Linked DNA regions of Sparus aurata: region 2 is linked to region 1. The links are chromatin contacts, called in public Hi-C maps. All regions are on one chromosome and are shown on one strand. Each heading gives the region's core, a stretch centred on a gene start, on an enhancer-like site or on the middle of the called end of the contact. The rest is flanking DNA. Distances are from core to core; before and after follow the strand shown.

Region 1 (2,892 bases), core at 276-2,775:
GGACTCACATTAAAAAAAAAACCCTCTAATGCACAGATTTGGGGGCTCAGTGAGAGCTCTCTAATGCATTAGGTATTGCAAAGGATAATTACACATTTTTTTATTTGTGTACAGCATGTGCAGTATGGATATGTTAGATGTACAACTGCTTTTAGTGCAGTTGTATATCTGTATGTGGCGCTAGCTTATGTTGAGCATGCCACAGTATGTTTCTTTTTTTTTGCATATCTGTCAGTATTTTTAACATTAAAATGACATTACCATAAAGACTGTGAATAATTCATCAGTTCTGAGTGAACCCAGATGCACTGCTCTCACCGTCTCTCTCCCCTGCCTCTCTTCGCTCCTCCATGTGAGTAGACCACATGGTTCATAGCTGGTTTAATGGGATGGAATGTGACAGGTTATGTTTTCATCTGCCTGATATGGAGCCCCGCTTGGGCGGGAGGGGAAGAGAGGGTGGAGGAGGGACGGAGAGGGTGGTGGAGAGGGGCGAAGTGAGCGAGTTGGTCTCCATAGTTGTAGTCTGGATTCATAATTAGACATGTTTGAGCTTGTTGTGAATCAGTTATAGATGATGCTCTCTCCCCCATCCCCACCAACACACACACACATAGAAAAACACATGCTCTGTATGGGGCCATTACTGCTGGTCCACTAACTCCCTATATTTGCTGTGTCTGTCCATTCATAGCGCCATTAGTCCAAGACTCTGTGAATAATTGCTGAATGGACCATGGTTTTGCTGCTATCTACTGTGGTTCTCGTGTTGGTAGATGTTGTGGGTGAAGCGAGACAGATGAGAATACTGATCGATGTTTGATGAAGAAGATAACGCTGCATCTTGTGCGATGCTTATCGAAACTTTACGTGCAATATGTGTAATGGTCAAACCACATTATACTCCACATGCAATACACACTTACTAGCTTGTATTAACTTTAGAAGTGTTTCGGGAGAGGTTACAATTACACCAACATCATCACTTGACTTGGGATTGCTGTTGTAAAAATGGAAATGTTCTCGCCACATTCAGCAGCTGATGGCAAACAAGTGCAGGTCATCATCAAAATATAAATTATTTTGTTTTTAAAAGGTGCATATTATGTCCCGTGTTCATTTTTCATCCCCCACAAATACAATCTCTTTTCAAAAACAATCTCGCCATATTGCCTCTCTTGAAATCTGTCAATGAGTTATTGTTGTTGCTTGTCATTTTCCTGTAATTTGTTTCCTGTGCGGCTCCCTAGAATAAAAAACAAAATGAGAAAGTGAATGGGGGGAAAACGAAGATAAAAAGAATGTAGTGAGAGTGACAATTAGGAGGAAAAGGAAAATGCTTTTATTTTGTGTAAACATTTTGGATGAGACGCCTCGCAATAGCATTAAATCTTAACTGCTATTCATTTCTGGACTTATTGAACGTGTGTGTCATTTATCACATTGTTGCAGTCACACAAAGCAGGCTATGTGGTTAACAGGGCAAAAACAAGGTAACAATAACCCAACAATAGGCAAATACCCAATTTTCTTGTAAATTTAACCGGAATCAATTTTCAGAGCGCCGTCAGTTGGTCTGCCTTTTGTTGATGTCGTAGCCAATTTGGTAACAGCTATTTTCATTTCACGGTATTTGCATTTGTTTGTCTCCTTTAACCCTTTATCTCTTAAATCTTAACTCAAATTGATAGTCTTCATCAGGCAACTATAGCAAAAATGGAGCAATGATTGTAAATAAGTGGTGCCGTGGGAGAATTACAAGGTGCAATACATGTTGTTGCGACGGATGGGCTTTTTTTGCTGTGATGGTTTATTGTGTCCTACACAGCGCACAAATTGCTTTTTGAAGATGACAAGGAAACACAACCTCCTGCCTGCCCTTATCCCCTCAACCTCAAGAATAACAACAACAATTTAATCCCCTTGGCTCCGGATTATTATCTTTCTTTGTGTTGATATTGTGGCCTTTTTAGTTGATCACTTCATGATCCTCCTTTTTGCCCTCCACCTCTCTAAGTAATTCAGCCCTTTGGAGAGGCAGACACTTGACCACAATCACTTTCATTATATTGAAATAATAAAATACTTGTAGGATTTGCTCTTTTCGCATAAAGAACACGTTAACAGGGATTTAGAATGTAATATTAATATTTCTAATCCTGTGTCAGTTTTTGGGGTCAACTAGGCGCATTAGATTCAGCATTTAAAGATAGGGGCAAGAAAGAGGTTGAAATATTATTTAGGATCAGGAGGATAAACAACCCATTGGGATGTGTCACTTGACATAATTATATTTGCAAAGAGGGATGGTCTTTTCATTGTTCTGTGGAAACAATACAGAAAAACTGACAACTGTCGTCTAATGTGTCCTGAATTAGATACTCAATGGCTTTTTAATGTGTTCTATTGTTAAGAATGCCAGAAGTTCTGTAAAGTAGTGAATAATTTGAAGCCTCATGAGGACCACCATCATATTTCTGGTGATATTTGTGATATTTGTAATGACCACTCATCAAATGCAGCCAAGAGCTAAAAGAAATATGATTTTCTCTTCAAAATATTAAGTTAAAAAAATCTAACAAAAAACAGTATGTGATCACTGAACTCCTCCTGATCCCTGTTGGTATACAACCAGTGACAGTAAACACAACAGATGTGCACCTCTGCGAGCCATTCACAGCTGATGTGTCCCAGGTTCGGTGCGCAGGTAAAACGCAATGTGTTTAAACTGCAGCATTACACATAGAACAATGTGTGTCAGGCAGAGGTTTGGGCTCAATGTGGTCCTGCATACAGTCCTAGCCGGGGTGCTCTGTGGCTTTGGGAGATGGTATGTGTTCCTTGGCAGACTGACTGCTCTGTACGGCAGCATTGGCATATCCCTGGTGGTCT
Region 2 (2,892 bases), core at 216-2,715, 140 kb after region 1:
ATTATCTAATTATCTGCCCATTATTTTGGGTAAGTAATTGCTTGTAAAAAAAAAAATAAAAAATGCCCCTCACAATTTACCAGAGCTCATAATGATGTCTTCAAATGATTTATTTTTTGCCAACCAACAGTTAAAAACACAAAGACTCTGCTTTATCTCTTCATAGATAACAAAGAAAAGCAGCAAATCATCACGTTTAAGAACAAGGACAATCAATTATCATAATTAATTGTCAATCGACTAATCAATTAATCAACTAATCACTGCAGCTATTCAACACAACCTAATGAATCTCATGGCTTTTAATCAGAAGATCAAAACCTGCCCATCAAAGTAACATTGGGGCACAGAGGTGTGCAAACTGTCTTCGGCTTTGAATGAAACGTAACATGTTAAACATTAACTATGAGATGTATTTTTCAAAGACACAACTTTGAGAGCTTTGCAGTCAATTCTAGCAAACACATCTGAATCAGATCTATATATGGACAGGTGAAGAATTGAAGAATCAAAACACCTCATAGATTGATGGAGAGACACAACAATTATGTGTGTGACTTTGTACTGCAATCCCTCTGTTGCATTATCGGCCTCTCACCTATGAGGTTCTTGTATGGGAGCTGGTGGTCCCTCAGGTTCATGTGTGCGATGTGTCCCACTCGGCTGAACGACGAGGTCACGTCCTGACCCTGAGGGAGCACAGCCTCCAGCACCTCCTCAGTCTTCAGGTTGTGGTAGGTGAGCTGCAGCTCATAGTGCTGCAGCTCCTCAGAGACACTGAATGACCTCAGAGCCTCGGCTTCAGCCTCGCTGAAGGAGGTTGTTGAGGACACTTTGTGGGGGTCCAACAGCACCAAACGAAAGTCACTACTCTCCTCTTTGTCTTGTACCACTCGGGGAATCCCTGGGCGCTGAATGGCCGACTTTTTCAGGCTCTTGACCACCTTGTTCAAGACCCCAGTGGGCACCCGTAGAGCTGGTACTGTAATGGTCTGTGTGAAGGCCTCTTTGTCCAGAGAGGTCATACCCCGAACCTCTGGAGGTGGTCGGTACAGTTTAGGCTCCATTATGAACTTCACAGCAGAGCCAGAACACGCTGAGACTGGCAGTGTTGCGGCAGAGCAGAGGCTCCGGTACACAGCGACAGCTTTTCCTTGAGTTTGTAGAGGCGTCAAGACTCTGGAGAGGAGCCTGAAACAACAAACCGCAGCTGTAATGAAGCACAAACGTCAAAAACACTTCGCAACTGGCAAATAAGCAAAAACGGGTCATTTTAAGACTAAATTGATTGGTATTTTAGCGATTACTTACGGGAAAAATCACATTCAGAGCTCACCTCAACATCCTTCGTTCGTCTGCATGCTTGATTACGTCATCGGTAGGCGACCAGAGCCGACTGGTGATTGGTCAGCCGAGCAGAGATTCGATCTCTGATTGGGTAGTCTCCCTTCTGACGCGACCGGAAATAAAGTCACATGACCTGGGTGACCAACAACAACAATCGGCAGCTGATAAGTTGATCAGAGGAGAGTTTAAAAGTGATTTTGGACAAGATGGTATCATAACTCTGCAGCTGTGCGTCGTGACGAGAACCGGAGTGAAAAGTCTGAAGCGGTGGAAGTTTATTTAATTTAGTTAGTGTCCGGAATTTTCCGAGAGAAGAAAAATGAGTGTCAATGGACATGCAAACCGAGAGTTGTATACTGAATGCGGAGCCGGGGACACCGAGGGAAACGAAAATACACCTTTATTAGGAAATGTAAGTAGTTGATAATTGCAGAGTGTCTTTCACAGCTAAGAAACACCGCTTCAGTCTAAATATGTGAGCTTCAGCAGTTAATAATGACAGACATCACGTGCTTGTCCCGAGAAAATGTTGAGTTTCCTCTCTACTTCTGCCTCTGTCAGCACTTACAGAGAAAGTCCACTCTAAAAAAAAGGAAATAATTGTATTTGAATCAATTTTCTCCACTGAGGGGTCTGTATTTATATCTGTTTCTTGTGCAAATTAAACTTAAGTCCACTGGTTTTTAGATACCCAGTTTGTTCTTCATAATTATTACCACTCCGCCCATAAAAAAGCTGTTATGTAATATGTTCTGTGGCTCTGTAGAAAGCTCTACACTCAACATTCCTTCATTTTATTTGTACTTATTTGTTTTTATTGGTATTTTTTTTTCTATTTCGCCTTTATTGTGCAAGGATGTCCCAACTGGGTCAAGATCTCTCATAGCAACATATACAGCATGATATACAAATATCCACAATAATATAGGAGTACACATTGTTCTCTCAAGAAAAACAACAGCAAGCCTCCTTCACCACATTCCTGGCAGGGGGGAATGTTTTTTTTTTTCTTTTTTGAGTCTAAAGATCATCAGAGCTAACCTTTAAATGTAACGTATGAGCCTGTTTTCAGATTTTTTTAGAAAGACAACTCTGCATAAGAATGTTAAAATGTCTGAATTCTTAACACAGATACAGAGAAAATTACCCTGGTGTCATCAGCCCAATCAAAACATGTATCGATTGTGTCATCTTCATCAATTCTGATTTTGGTTTTTTGGATTTCATACCTTCAGTAGTGGTTTATTCTGTTAGCTCATAGAGTTTGTGTTTCAAAGTTTTTTTTTCCATCTATCTGTCTTGAAGTCTATCTATAAGTCATTGAAAATGTCTTTATATTCCAGTAAAGTCTTCATAGGCACTGTCAGTTGATCTACTATTCATTATCTGCAGAGTAGCTTCACCATTTGACTGTAAGAGACGCACACATGAAGTTGGTCTTAATTATGTTGAACAAACGAGTAAATGATGCAGATAAAAAGTCAATATAAGGAATTTGTAAGTATATGAACCACATGTGCACATTTTGGCTGGATTTTGTCTTTA

The links. A called contact is a pair of places that touch in the nucleus more often than the background predicts.
Region 2: a contact with region 1 is called in a Hi-C map of an unstated tissue, with 4 times the contacts expected there. The contact joins the promoter of slc38a6 here to the promoter of pcnx4 in region 1. A contact is called at or near these places in 2 of 2 Hi-C or Micro-C datasets (skeletal muscle and an unstated tissue).

The regions. Positions count from the first base shown.
Region 1 is chr16:14,343,094-14,345,985 of fSpaAur1.1, forward strand. It overlaps pcnx4 (pecanex 4), which reads left to right and starts at 1,526. Exons shown (of 11, transcript XM_030443397.1): 1 at 1,526-2,892. It overlaps lrrc9 (leucine rich repeat containing 9), which reads left to right. Exons shown (of 32, transcript XM_030443393.1): 32 at 1-1,406.
Region 2 is chr16:14,480,733-14,483,624 of fSpaAur1.1, forward strand. slc38a6 (solute carrier family 38 member 6) reads left to right here and starts at 1,466. Exons shown (of 16, transcript XM_030391403.1): 1 at 1,466-1,759. The coding sequence starts at 1,667. It overlaps trmt5 (tRNA methyltransferase 5), which reads right to left and starts at 1,421. Exons shown (of 5, transcript XM_030391399.1): 1 at 1,337-1,421; 2 at 599-1,191. The coding sequence starts at 1,344.